Regions from separate parts of the Sus scrofa genome. Here region 1 is linked to region 2. Evidence: chromatin contacts called from public Hi-C data. All regions are on one chromosome and are shown on one strand. Each heading gives the region's core, a stretch centred on a gene start, on an enhancer-like site or on the middle of the called end of the contact. The rest is flanking DNA. Distances are from core to core; before and after follow the strand shown.

The links. A called contact is a pair of places that touch in the nucleus more often than the background predicts.
Region 1: a contact with region 2 is called in a Hi-C map of liver, with 6 times the contacts expected there. The contact joins the promoter of BAP1 here to the promoter of SMIM4 in region 2. A contact is called at or near these places in 2 of 5 promoter capture datasets (fetal liver and liver), 1 of 47 Hi-C or Micro-C datasets (liver) and 1 of 2 datasets of contacts at active chromatin or transcription factors (alveolar macrophages).

What each region holds. Positions count from the first base shown.
Region 1 is chr13:34,548,135-34,554,973 of Sscrofa11.1, forward strand. It overlaps BAP1 (ubiquitin carboxyl-terminal hydrolase BAP1), which reads right to left and starts at 5,404. Exons shown (of 16, transcript XM_005669632.3): 1 at 5,191-5,404; 2 at 5,063-5,092; 3 at 4,899-4,953; 4 at 2,993-3,112; 5 at 2,621-2,682; 6 at 2,397-2,539; 7 at 2,056-2,134; 8 at 1,459-1,582; 9 at 1,023-1,170; 10 at 333-517. The coding sequence starts at 4,907. PHF7 (PHD finger protein 7) reads left to right here and starts at 5,684. Exons shown (of 11, transcript XM_001928213.4): 1 at 5,684-6,336.
Region 2 is chr13:34,678,138-34,685,153 of Sscrofa11.1, forward strand. SMIM4 (a long non-coding RNA gene) reads left to right here and starts at 1,486. Exons shown (of 3, transcript XR_002337556.1): 1 at 1,486-1,696; 2 at 2,186-4,507. NT5DC2 (5'-nucleotidase domain-containing protein 2) reads right to left here and starts at 1,393. Exons shown (of 14, transcript XM_021068900.1): 1 at 1,061-1,393. The coding sequence starts at 1,292.

The DNA of each region.
Region 1 (6,839 bases), core at 4,154-6,653, 130 kb before region 2:
GTCCAGGTGCTCCAGAGCCCATCCATACTACTGCCTATGTGACGCTTTGAAATGACACAGAGTGCCTGAGACACCTGCATTTATTTTGCCAGTAGAGCCCAACCCATGGAGATGATCCTAATGCCACACCCTAAACATCTGGCTCCAGAATTGTGTACGTGAATTTAAAGTCAGGAGCTCTCTCTGCCTCCCCAAGCCCCTAACCTTCTGAATTTCAGACAAAGGAACCTGGTTACCTAGGCCTGGATAGAGGGTAATCCCCAATGAATCCCCTGAGGAAACTGCCTGTTGCCAACCTCTCAAGAGTCCTGGAGGAAACCCTCCTAGCTTACCTGCATGGGGGACTTGGCATAGTTGTGATTGTCCAGAAAGGCTGGCAGCCGCTGGACAATCGGAGTGGGGTTGGGGGGAACCCCATTGAGGCTGCTCCCTGGAGGCTTCACCATCAGCTTGGGTTTGCTGGGAGGGCTGTGGGTCAGGGCTTGTGGGCACGAACCAGCCACTTCCTCCACACCATCTGAGAAGGCGGGGAGCACAGGCAGGCCTTTCAGCCTGACCCTCAAGCAAAGCTGTCCTCAGTCGATGGTCTCCCCAGTCCTGGGACACAGCACTGCTCCCGTTCCCTTTCCAGAGAACAGCTGAGACAGCTGATACGCTGGGAGTCAGCAAAAGCTCTAAGTCATGGGCCCATGGTGAGACAGAAGGAGAGATGAAAAAAAGGAGTAAAAAGAAAAAATCCTCTAGAGAAAAGTAGAAAGGGAATATACATTGGAGAGAAGGCTTGGGGGCCGGTAGTAATGGCAGCCCTTTACAGGTGCCTTTCTTTAGGGAAGGACTGCTCTTCCTCCATGTTCCATAGGGAGAGAGCTGCAAGCAGTAGGCTTCATGCCTCCTGTAGAAGCCTCTGAGTCACTGCCCAGGTGCCTCTACAGAAAAAGACTTGCTCTGCTTGGGTCTCCCATGTCGAGCTATGAGGGGATGACTCTTAGGCCTGCGAGCGGCTCCAAACCCCCCACCAGTACCTGTGTGAGTGCCCTCAGAGGCCACTGAGGCCCTGTTTGCTTCCACCGAAAGCGGGGACTTGCTGCTGACTGGTTTGGACTCTTCAGGCAACTGTGACTCTTGAGACTTGTGGGTTTGAATCAGCTCTGGCTGGGTTACCCTAATCAGCTGAAGACAAAATCCAAGGCACAGAGGCGTGAAGGCAGACCCTAGCTTCTACCTTGGACAGCTGAGAGCCTTGGCTCTACCCATTCACCCAAAGGGAAACAAAACAGTCAAACCTCGTTTAAGAAGCTATTCTCCCCTTCCTCATGCCAAGTCCCACCTTTACCACAAAGGGAACAAAGGATAGGAGTGGGTAATTGAAGCCCAGATCCACAAGAATAAGAGACAGATGCTCCAGTGGAGGGAAGGGGAGGGTGGCTGGGCTGGACAGGGACCAGAAGGGGTATCCACCTGCTGCAGCGACTCCAGTATTGTCTGACGGTTCACCTTCAGCACATGCAGCCTGGCCTCGTACTTGATCCTGCGGTCAGGCACCACCGCCATCAGGTTGAAGCGGATGTCATGGTAGGGCTCCCTGCAGTCACAGTCATGGCCATGAGAGCAGCTCTTGCCCTGGCCCCACCATTAGGTTAAGGCAGAGATCCTGGCAGGGCTCCCTGAAGTCATACCTGCAGCCACAGGTAGAGCCATCCCCCCACCCCCACCCCCTGCAACAGACAGAAAGCAGCTGGCCATGTGCACTAGGCACCTGTGCTGGTGCCCTCCAAAAAGCTATGTGAGGGGCCTGTCAGGAAGTGAGCCAGCAAACCGGGGCCACTTGAGGTTCCAGCAAGGCCATCCCTTCCCAGCCAATCCTGAAACAGGACACATGCAGCCCAGGGAGAAACAGGGAAAGAAGCTGGGAGCCCAAAATCCAATCCTGATCTTGTCAGATTCATCATGTGGCCGTGCACAAGCTATCTGGCCTTTCTGTGCCTTGGTTCCCTCTTCTGTATGCCTCCCAACAGGGGCACAGCTCCAAAGGTAGCAGGGGAACAGGACTCTTACCCTGCAGTGGCAAGGCCGATACGCTCCATGATGACCCGCCGGGCCTTGTCTGTCCATTCCTCATCCTCCCCCCAGGGCCCTGGGGAAACCAAGATGTGGAGTCAGAAGGTGGGAAGCCCTGAGTTTGGGCAGGCCAGGAGAGGGAAAGAGGATGGAGAGCAGTTGAGCCAGAGAATCAGGGGCTGATCAGACAATGCAGCGCACGGTGCCATCCAGCCAAAACCAGATGTTCTCAAGACCCACCCCCTGCCACTGGGTCCCAAGTACCTGAGGACCCTGAACCCCAACTCCTTAGGTGGTGAGCAGAAAAACCCAATAGGCCCCCAACTCAGGCTGCCTACCATGGTCAATGGGGTAGACCTTCAGCCCATCGAGCTCAAAAAGCCGGCCTGTGATAGGCACATAGCTGACAAAGTGGAATGCCTCCATGGTCCGCACTGCACTAAGGCCATTCTGCTTCTCAGGGAGGTGGCGTGGCTCGGGCCTGGGAAAGGACACAGTCAGTGCCCAGAATGGGACAACTCTTCCTCGCCTCCACCCCATCAGCTCCCAAGTTCCCACACACCTGGCATGGCTATTATGTGCCTTGGCCAGCTCCGGAGCATTGCCAATCGCATATCCTTTGCTCTAGAAGGAAGAAAATAAGATCACATCAGAGCAACTTCTAGGTAGGTCTTGGGTGGGAAACAGAGCTCAGGAGAGCAGGCCTAGAGGCATTCCAAGAACTTGAAGAAACACAGGTGGACTCTCCTGACTCTGGAGCCCCCAAAAGATGGGCCTTAAAAAAAACTGCTTTACATGACTAATTCACCAGTCAAATGTAACATAAATATGGTCTGAAAAGGGAAAAGCCTCACAGTGAGAAGCGCTATGTAGTAACATTACCAGTGGCTCTACCTAGCCAGCTATGAAGGAGGATTAAGGCACTGCAGCCTACCTCAGGGCTGAAGCCTTTGGTGAAGTCCTTCATGCGACTCAGGGTAGGCCCCAGGTCCACACTGCTGCAGTTCAGGAGCACACTCAGCAGGGCATGAGTGGCGCAAGAGTTGGGGATCAGCTGTGAAACAAGGAACAGTCACCCATACACAGCATCCCTCATCCCAAACCCATACTCATCAGAAATGGGGACCCAGAGAGGGACAGCCATATCTGGACAATCCTCACCAACTCCCCTCATCTTTACCCAGTATTTGTTCATTCACCTAATTACCCATCAGTTGTCAGGGGACATGGAGAATGGACTCAGATACCACCCTGTCCTAAAAAGGTTCCCCCGACCCCCACCCCCGTTTTTTTTGTTGTTGTTGTTGTTTTGGTTTTTTGCTTTTTTGGGCCATACCCACAGCATATACAAGTTCCCAGGCTAGGGGTCGAATTGAAGCTACAGCTTCTGGCCTACACCACAGCCACAGCAACGTGGGATCTGAGCCACATCTGCAACCTACGTCACAGCTCATAGAAACACTGGACCCCCAACCCACTGAGCGAGGCCAGGAATCGAACCCTCATCCTCACGGATACCAGTCAGATTCATTTCCAATGTTCCACAAAGGGAACTCCCGAGGCCCCCCTTTTTTTATGAATAAGAGCTCAGTTCCTTCTACCAAGGGACTTCTGTAACCACCACCTATGGTGTCTGCCTATCTCCTCCTTCTGCCTTCCCCCACCTTCCAAGTGAAGAAAATGATAGCACCCCACCCTCCAGAAAGAACACAGAGCCCAGCAGACCTGGTGGGCAAAGAACATGTTATTCACAATATCATCATCAATCACAGATGTATCATCCACCAAGGTAGAGACCTTGCGACGGGATCGGCGTTCTTCGATCCATTTGAACAGGAAGATGAATCCATACACAGGGCTGGGGAAAGTAAGGCATAGAGCTAGACCAGTCAAATGGTGGAAGGCAATCTGTACCCCCTTTCCTCTTCCCTATTCCTCTGCACCACATTACTACTCAGGTGCCTGTCTTGTGATCCCATCTCTCCCTTGGCTTCTTCCCAGCAATGCCCAAAGTGGCCCTGAGCCCTCACTCCCCAGAAGCCCACTGGAGGCAGTCAAGTATCAGCTTCTGGCTGTGGTGCTCCAGGAGTCCATCCAGTATCCTTATAAAGTATACAGTTCTGGGATAAGAAAAGAAAAACTGGAACCAATGGCCCAGGACCAGGTGGCAACAGATGGTAAGGCTAGAACAAAAAAATGTGATGAGGAATTTAAACACTGATTCACACTTGTGAAGCCCAGGGCCCAAGTCCCAGTGCTGTCAGGGAAGTAAATGAAAACCCGTATCAGTCCCTTCTTTCCTGCGAAATAAAAGCAGACTTCTCCGTTTAGTCACTGTAGCTGTTCCTCCACACCTCTATTCTACAGGACCACCAAGACAAGACCCTGAAGATGGTCACCCAGAAAGATGCCTTGTCAGATGTCACACACCAGCCAATCTAGACGAGACCCCTATGTGGAGATTAAAACCACTGGCACACGAGCACATTAAAGCAGTAATAAATTACAGCTGCACAAAAAGGCAACATATGACCTAGGTCAAGTGAGTGGGGTTTCTGGCAGGAAAGTCAAAAGAGCAACTAAATTTATTCCAAAAGACGTTAGGAATTGAACTGGGGGAAAGAGGCTACCATCCAAAGGGAAGTACTGAGGGAAAACTGGGGGAAACAAAAATACAGTACTGGCTTCATCAGGAGGACACCCAAAGAGGAGGGATGCTTCCTTATATGAGATTTTACAAACTGGGGCTACTGGTACTCCCTTCCTTGAGGCGCACTCTCTCCCGGGCCCCTCCCTAGCCCTTGGGGTGTAAGGGGCGGCCCTGGCGCCAAGCCACTCACCCCTGGCATTTGCTCTGAAGGTCATAGATCTCCTCCACCTGCACCCCTTTGACACCTGCGATCAGGGAAGAAAATAAGTGGGGAAGGGCAGCCCCTGGCTATGGAGCAAGGGCGCAGGAGTGGGCCCCCACAGCCCAGAACTGGCGGGTAGGAGAGGCTCTTACCAAAATCTTCCACCAGGAGGGTGAAGAGGCCTGGGTGGAGCGACAAGAAGAGCGGGTGGTAGTCAGAAAGGCGCATCCCGGACCCACCCGGCCTCCCCAGCTCCCGGCCTGCCCAGTCCCCTCCTCACCAGGGTCGCTCTCCAGCTCCAGCCAGCCCTTATTCATCTTCCCGCGGGGCGGCCCCTCAGCGCCATGTCCAGGCCCCCCGACCCACTGCCGCCCCCGCCGGGAGCCCCCCGCCGCCCCCGGGGCTCCTAGCCCCCCACACAGACAACGGGCCCTGCCGCGTCACCCGCCCGCGCCGGCGGCATACGTCACCACGGCGCGACGGTCTCCACCCCGCTTCTGAGCTCGTCTTCCGCGATTTCGACTCCAGACGCCGGCGCTTGCGCGGGAGGGTGGGGCAAGAGGAAGGGGAGGAGCGAGGGCGGTGTTGAGTACCAGAGGCGCGCGAGGAAAAGGCGGGGCGAGATGGGGCGGGGCCGAGCGGAGGGGGCGGAGTGGGTACGCCGGTGGCGCGAGAAGCAGGGGCGGGGAGGGGCGGGCGCGCGGCCGTTAGCTCGCGGCCGTTAGCGATCCTTCCTTGCCAACGGTCAGTGCAGCGGTGGTCCCCGTGAACGCAGTTTCCCTGGGTTACAGTCCGCGTGACCCGGCTCTCGTTTGCGCGCTCGCCCCCTTCGCCGGCGCAGTCACCGCGCGGGGCGGCCGCCCGTGAGGTAGCAACCACGGCTTGTGACAACGAATAAAGCTCCAGGACAGCGGCTCCCTCGGCGACAGCTGGGCGAGCGGCCCCGGCCGGTAGCTGCAGGCGGTGTGCTACCGTGAGGAGCAAGCGGCGGAGGCGACCTCCGGCCCGGCCCCGTACCAGCCGCCCGGCAGGCGCGACATGAGCCTGGTCCGGCATCTATGGGATGCTCCTTGAGCCCCTTCTCCGGCTGTTACCTCCGGGGGCCGCTTGTGGCCACACCGATACGTATTTTCCAAATAAACCATTGTTTATTCTTGCGGCGGCGGGGCCGAACACGCTTATTTATTTTTAATTTTTTCAACAAGCTTTTACCCAGCACTTAGCCAGTGAAACAATTTGGTCACCGTTTCAAGGGAGCATCCGCTCGGTAGCAAACCTCGGACTGAGCAGCTTGTGGAAGCCAGCATCTGCAACGTCTCTCATCACACGCTTTGAAGATTGTTGCGTCTTCCTGTAACTACCAGTGTGCTCAGAATCCCATTCAAGGAACGTCTTGTCCAGCGATGCAAAGAACTGAAGTTTCAAGGTTTTATTTCTATTGCTAGATGTGCGGGACTCCCCCACTTACTGGGACTTGCACAATAGCCAAGTGGATCCCCTAGTGCACACCCTTCTTTCTCCTCTTCCAGTCTGTCTAAGGGCTTTTGTTGAGTAAGAAGCCATCAAATATCATTTACCAATGCAAGTGGCACTCGTGGATTAGAAGAGGAGATGGAGCCTTAGTTTTCTGAACAGCTAGTTGCCTGAGGAGTAACTAGTTTGTGCAGAATAGTGGTCCCTAAAGATGTTCATGTTCTCCAGCTGTGCTCTGAGGACATGGATGCGGAGTGTGTGTTCCTGGAGTGACCTGATTCACTCAGCTCTCTTAAGAAATGCTGTCCTTCTCTCCTTTGAGTAGACACAGTCCTTCCTTCGTAGGAGTGGATTTTATTTCTTTTATCCCGCTTGCCATTCAGGGATTTCCACCTTAACCAATACAAACTGTGAATTTGAAGTGAATTTGTAATCAGCTGACATTGGTGGGAGGAG
Region 2 (7,016 bases), core at 236-2,735:
GCCTTCAGCTTCTCAAGAGGGGAGTCATGCCCACCCACCGCTCCCAGGTCTCCCCACAGCTGGAGCAAAATCTATCCTTCAGGCAGTTGGAATCTTCCAGATACCACTACTCTGTCTCATTAGCCAATGAAAGCCACGTCACCCCTGAGGGGCTCCTCTGGAAGTTCCCCTCTTCCTTCTTGGTCTGACTCTTTCCAAGTCATCACCACAGCTCTGTAACATGGGCCCTAGGACACTGAGGGTATGACGCTGAGGGTATGAGAGAAACGAGGCTTGCAGAGCGCCACCCAGCTGGTCAGTGATAGGACCAAGACCCGAGGACATCTGTCTGCTGCAGACAGGGCCCCCGAGTCCAGGGCAAATATTCAGCCCTTTCAGCCCTCTGGCCTCACCAGGGTGCCCTGGGGCCTCATCTGCCTGGTTCGCTGAGGGAGAGAGGACAGAGGAGTAAGCGCCCTGGTCAAGGAAGCAGCAACCTCTCTGTATTCCAGGGGACTGGGGCGACTTGATGTCTTTCTCCAAACAACACCTTCCCTTCCTGGGCTAAGACCGCTGGATTCCAGAGGGTCCGAAGAGCCTAGTCGCCACCCTTAGGTCTGGAGTTGCCAGGAGCCCGCTCTGGCCAGCGCCGCCGGTCGGCTGGCTGGCTTTGTCTGCGGTACTCCCGCCCCAACTAAGGGCCCCGAAGAGAACAAGAGGTTGGGGGCGTTTCCGCAGCCGTCTCCCAGCAGGCGGGACCCTGAGGAAAAACCACGGGGCCTCGCCTTCCGGCGGCTGCTAGGAGAACCCCGAGCTCCTGCCGACCCGGCGTCGTGAGGAACCTCGCGCCCGCCCGCTTCAAGTCGTCGGGGCGTCCCCGGAGGCCCCCAGGACCACCCGCCGCGGTTCCTCCAGAAGAGCTGCCTGGCCTTGAAGCTCCGTGGCCCTGGCGAGCCCTACCAGGGCGCTTCACCCGAGGAGCGGCGCCCAGGCGCTCGATCTGTTTGTCCGTCCTCCCGGCGCGCGATGTGCCGTCCCTCGGGCTACACCCCCGAAGCTCGTCCCGCTTCGGCTCACTCACCGTGCACCAGTCTTCGCATGTCCTGGTATCGAGCCCACAGGTGCGCACTAGGTTCGGCAGCGCCCGCGGGCGCCGGGGAGGGCGTGGAGCGCGGGACGCCCGGGCAGTGGACGCCGGGACCCGGGGGGCCGCAGCCAGGGCAGGAGGGCGAGGACGAGGCGGCTCGCGGCCCGCCGTGGTCTCGGCGCGGCAGGTAGCGCCGAGCAGCCGCCCGCAAGCCCGCACCCGCCATGCCCGCTGCGCGCCGCCCGCACAGCCCTCGGCGCTCCGTCCAGTCCACCGCCGTCTGACTGCGCGCCCGCCACGGTGGCCGCGTGCTTCTCACAGCAGCGGGCCAATGGGCGCGGCGCCCAGAGCCCGGCGGCCAATGGGTGCGCCCCTCGGCCCAGGGGGCGGGAGGTCCTGGGCAGGGCGGGGCGGGCTCCCCCGCCCCCTCCCCCAGTCCCCGGCGCGGCGGAGGAGGACTCAGAGGCCCCCCCGCCCCCCGCTTCGGTATCTACTACAGCGATGGCAGCTTCTTCTGCTCTCCCGGGAGGCCCCGCGAGTCTCCGGACGACCTGGGCTCAGAGAGGAGAATGCCGGAGAGCGGCGAGTCCACCCTGGTCCCTGGTCTTCTTTTTCCTCCTCGGCTCCCAGGTCCCTCTGCCCCTTCCCCCACCTCCTGTCCTCCTGACCTTAGATTTCCCCCCCTCCCCCCAGTCCTGCAGTAGAGGTCCTGTTCCCAGCCTCCTGCCAATGACTGACTCTGCCCGCGGACCAGAGGCCGGTCCGTTTCACTCATTTATCTAGTGGATAAAGAGCCCCTCTCGCGCGCTTCCCAGTACCAGCCCCACGCTGGGTGAGACCTTGGGACCCATAGTGCAGCCAACATCCGCTAAAGCAGCTCCATCTCTCTCCCTCCTGTGCGTTACACAGATGACCCCTTTTAACTAGGAGCAGAGACCGTTGGCCAGGGGTCACTGCCCTGCCTGGTTCCTACATCAGCAAGTCGCCCCACCAACCTGCTCCACTCTTTGGTTCCCCGAGCAGGACACTTCTTGCTCTTCTAGCAATATTACCAGACTTCCCAATCAAATTCCTCTTTGCTGCTGGGAACCACTCTCCACCTGCGTTTCTTCCACTCAGATCAATTTTCTCAGTCCGCATATCCCAGCCTATGCCCTGGTTCCTGAGAAGACCGACCCTGCGCCAGTGGGCCTAGTCCGTGGAGAGCTGGCCTGATGGACACTCTTGTTTCCCTGGGGGTGCTTGCGGTGGCCTCGCGGAATCTAAGGGTGTGTGTGCATTCGAAAATTCACTGCACCTAGGCTGAAGACCTAGTGTGCCAGACCCTGGGCCAAGTGCAAGTGCAGGATGAAGGCTGTGGGTGGGGCCTGTGGGTGGGTGGCAGAGCCCCCCACACCTAAGGCCCTGGTGAGGAATTGGCCATATGTAAGCCTTCTCTAGGTGGGAGATGAGTGCTCTGCGATGTCTAGCCCCCAGAGCCACCAAGAGAAACGAGTGATAAGAGAAGGAGTGTGTGCATGTGGTTGGGTGAGGTTGGCCCCAGAAGAAGGCATGTTATCTAGGCAGGAGCTTGGGCCTGAGGGCTGAGCAGAAGACCCTAGACTTTCCAGGGGCCCTGCTTGTGCAGTCTCTTTAGCCTGTTTTTGTATATTTTGTGGCCACATCACCAAACTCTCTTATTGGTTCTAAGTTTTCATTTGACTTTCTTGGATTGTCTAATAATTGTCTCCCTTCTCAAAGATACGCCCCAGTTTTTTTAGCTTTAGGTAATGAGGTGACAGCCCCTTACATCTTCAGCAAGCATAGAGAGAGTGAAGGCTCTGGTGTCAGGGCTCTATTTCTATCTGGCTTGAGCTCTTAGTTCCCTGTCTAAAAAGGGAGATGAAGAGGAGTTCCTGCTGTAGCACAACAGGATCTATGTCTTGGGAGCACTGGGATGAAGGTTTAATCCATGGCCAGCACAGCGTGTTAAGGATCCGGTGTTGCTGCAACCGCAGCTTAGGTTGCAACTGCGGCTGGGATCTGGTCCCTGGCTGCAGGGTGGGGGAAGAGAAGAAAAAAAGAATCGTCAGCAGCTCTGGTGGCTGGGGAGGTTCAGGTTAGATCCCCTGCCTAGCCTGACACGATGTGTTAAAGGATCCCACAGTTGTCACAGCTGCAGCTGGAATTCAATCCCTGGCTGGGGAACTTCCATATGCTTTGGGGGCGGCCATGAAATTGGGGGGGGGGAGATGAAAATAGGGCAATTTTAGTAGAATATATGTAAAGATCTAGAACTCAAAATCATCATCTTGATGATCATATTATAGGTAAGGTAAATTGATAGACTCCAGGCATTGGGTTAAGTGCTTTATTTGTATTATCTCTCTAAATCCCCACAGGATCAGAGGAAGGTCTCTATTTTGTGGATAAGGGAAGTGAGGCACAGACCAGCTAAGGGAATATGTGTGGAGTAGGGATGTGGTTTGACAAAGCGGTGCTCTTTGACCATTCTGCTCGTGTGTGATTGTTGTGATAAAGAGATGATGCTTAAAAAACACCTACAAGTCCGGGTAAGTGCCCCATGCAGGATAGCTTTTATTAATTTTATGGTTGTTTGTCACAAGATGCTTACTTAGACTTTTATTGTGATGATGATAAAGTTCAACTTTCAACAATGCATTTCAAATTCCTTTTACTTTTAGAAGTCTAGGCACTAGTTACGATCCCGAAATAAATGCAAGGTACTGTGTAATTGCATTTTAGACCATGGTGCAGTACACGTTTAGTCCATCATAAAGGGTTACCACTGATATTAGGACTTTTAAGAAAAAAGATGGCGGTGGCAGTGTAGGGGGCGCGGCCGCCAACCCCGAGTGCCAGCTTGCACCCGGGAGGCCGGGCAGGGGTGGGGAGCGGGGCGGGCTGACGCCACGTGGGAGGCTCCGCCCCCTAGGACGCCCCGCCTCCAGAGCCGAGGCATCTGCGCCTGCTCCCTCAGGCTGGGCTAGGCCTCGCCGGGCACGCGCACTCCGCCGCATTCTGATTGGCGGGCCTTCGCGTCCCACCGCACTCTGATTGGTGGAGCGGCCCTAGGCCTTGGGATCCTGGAGATCAGAGCGGCGCTCCTGTCCTGCTCCGCTCCCTTATCCCTTGGAACTGGAGGAGCTTGGGGTCGTACGGCAACCTGATTGCTGTAGTCAGCAAGGACAGTCAGGGCGGCTTCTGCTTCATTCCAGCGCTACAGTCCAGGGGCTAGGACAGCTCCCGTCGTTCTCTGTTCAGCCTCACCGCCACAGCCTCGGTCCAGCATGTTTTCCAGGGCCCAGGTGAGGCGGGTTCTGCAGCGGGTACCCGGGAAGCAGCGACTCGGCGTCTACAGGTTCCTGCCCTTCTTTTTTGTCCTGGGAGGAACGATGGAGTGGATCATGATTAAAGTGCGCGTGGGCCAGGAGACCTTCTGTAAGTGGGAGTGCAGCAACCTCCGTTTCATTTCTGGCAGGCAGGAAGCGGCAAGGGAGCCGTTTTCCTGAGGGATGTTCTAAAGTTACAGACCGTTTATTCCACTCAGCGCCGAGCTGCTTTTACCCGGTCAGAAGGGCGAGTGCAGTTCCTTCCTTTCGCTGGGCCTTGGAGACCGCCTGGGGTCTCCTGTAAGCGAGGCAACAGAGGGATTGGCGTCCAATCTGGAGACTTTCCCTGCACTTTGACAGGATGGCACGTGACTCTACTTTGGACGCCCTCCTTTCGAGCCTGCTCTTCGCCCATGCCCGTGATATTGTTTGGCCCTAAGGAACAAACTTGCTCACAGGACCTAGAAGCAGATGGGATCCTGAGGATTCATGGGAGCTCCTCAATGGCTAGTCCTCTCTGAACTGTAAAGTCCAAACCTTAGAAGGAACTGGTCTGCCCGTCTTAGCTAAACACTACTGTCTTTACAGGTCAGAGTCATTGGCACCAGGGCCTGGCACTATGAAAACAGTACCTGGCATTGCTTTCCTGAGCACTAGCTCTGGACAAACTAGTTCCTCTTCTGGGATGATTTTCCTAACCCTTAGGCAGGCCCTGCTTTCTCCGTTTTGAGAAAGTTACTTGTGAATTACCAACTCCCATTTAAAAAAAAATAGTGCTTTCTAAAGATATTTAATCCTTTTGTTCATCCGTTCATTAATATATAATGAGCACTGATGAGAGGATATAATGAACAAGGTGAAGGGTCTACCAACCTGGAACAGCACTAATGGGGGAGATGGATCATACACTTACTATTGTGATGTGAGAGCAAAGTAGAGGGAGCATGGGAGTCTTGAGTGGGGCACTTGAATTGGATTATGTGGTGCAGGGAAGGCTTCCTGGAGGAGTTACCCTCTCAGGTAGGACCTGAAGATTGAGTAGGTATCAGCCAGATGAGGGAAAGTTTTGTGGAGTTGAAAGCATCTCACGCCAGTGGTTAAGAGCAGACCTCTGGGCTTTGGTGTGAAAGTATGTTGTGTTGGAGGGACTGAAGCATGTGAGCAGAGTGAGGGATAAAGTGGTTACAAAGGTCCCGGGGCAGGGCCACAAAGGGACTGGAGTATCAAGAATGTATCCCAAAGGACTGAAGGTTTTTAAGCAGCAGTGGATGACCACATATGGAGAATGGTCTCTTGTGGAGAGAAGATTGGCAGCAACACTTAGGTTCTGTGGTTGTCCAGGTTCGAAATGGTGGCCTGGTCTAGGGTGAGATGCCAATAAGTGGATGGAATTGAGAGGCACCTCAGAGGTAGTACTGACAGGGCTTGGTAACTGAATGGATTCAGGAGATGAGGAATGGAAGCTTCTGGTAGGGCAGCTGGGGCAGGGGAACACGGGGAGGACAATCCTGGGCTCCATTTTGGATGTGCTGAGGGGGAAAATGGTTATATAAATCTGAAGCTCAGAAGGTAGATTTAGGTTTGTAGGTAATTCACAAGCAGATTGTGATAAAATCAGAGTCAAACTCCAACATTTTAAGGGTGACTGAGAGCAGCCAGCGAGACAAGGGAGGGAAACAAGAAGGATTTGTTATCACAGAAGACAGAAGGCTCAGGAAGTTTTAATAAGTGAATGGGAGGTCAGCCTCCTCTTCCTTTCTAGAAGAGACTTGAAGATATGCAAAGAAAGCAAGCTGGCGGAGAGAGACTGGAGATACCTTGGCCCTAGGGAAGGTGGGAGAGGATGGGATCAGAGCAGGGCAAGAAGTAGCCCTTGCAAGTCAACTGGAAGAGTTCCTTACTGATGACTTTTTCCTGTTGAAGAAAGAGTTCGTGGGCATTTGGAGGTGCGTAAAGTAGGGTCAGGGCTGTGGCTTAAGAAACAGGATTGTTAGGCATCACAGTTGACCCAGTTAGATGCAACACTTGGTCCCACAGTGCAAAGCAAGAGGGTGAGGCATAGGAAGTTCTCGTTGTGCCTCAGTAGGTTAAGAACCCAACTAGTATCCATGAGAATGCAGGTTTGATCCCTGGCTTCTCTCAGTGGGTTAAGGATCCAGTGTTACTATGGCTGTGTTGTAGGCTGGCAGCTGCAGCTCTGATTGTTCCCCTAGCCTGGGAACGTCCATATGCTGCAAGTGCAGCCTGAAAAAAGAAAAAAGGAAAAAAAAAAAAAAAAGGCATAGAGAAGAAAAGAAGTTAATCTGTATTAGGTTCATTGTTTTTTTTGTTGTTTTTTTTTTTGGTTTTTAGGGCTGCACCCATGGCATATGTAAGTTCCCAGGCTAGGGGTTGAATTGGAGCTACAGATGCCATCCTACACCCCAGCCACAGTAATGCAGGATCTGAGCTGCATCTGCGACCTATACCACAGCTCATGGCAATGCTGGATCCCTAACCCACTGAACAAGGCCAGGGATCGAACCTGCGTCCTCTTGGATCCTGATCGGGTTCATAAAGCTGAGCCACAAAGGGAATTCCTGTACTTGGGGTTTTAAAGATGTGTCAAGAAGTTGATA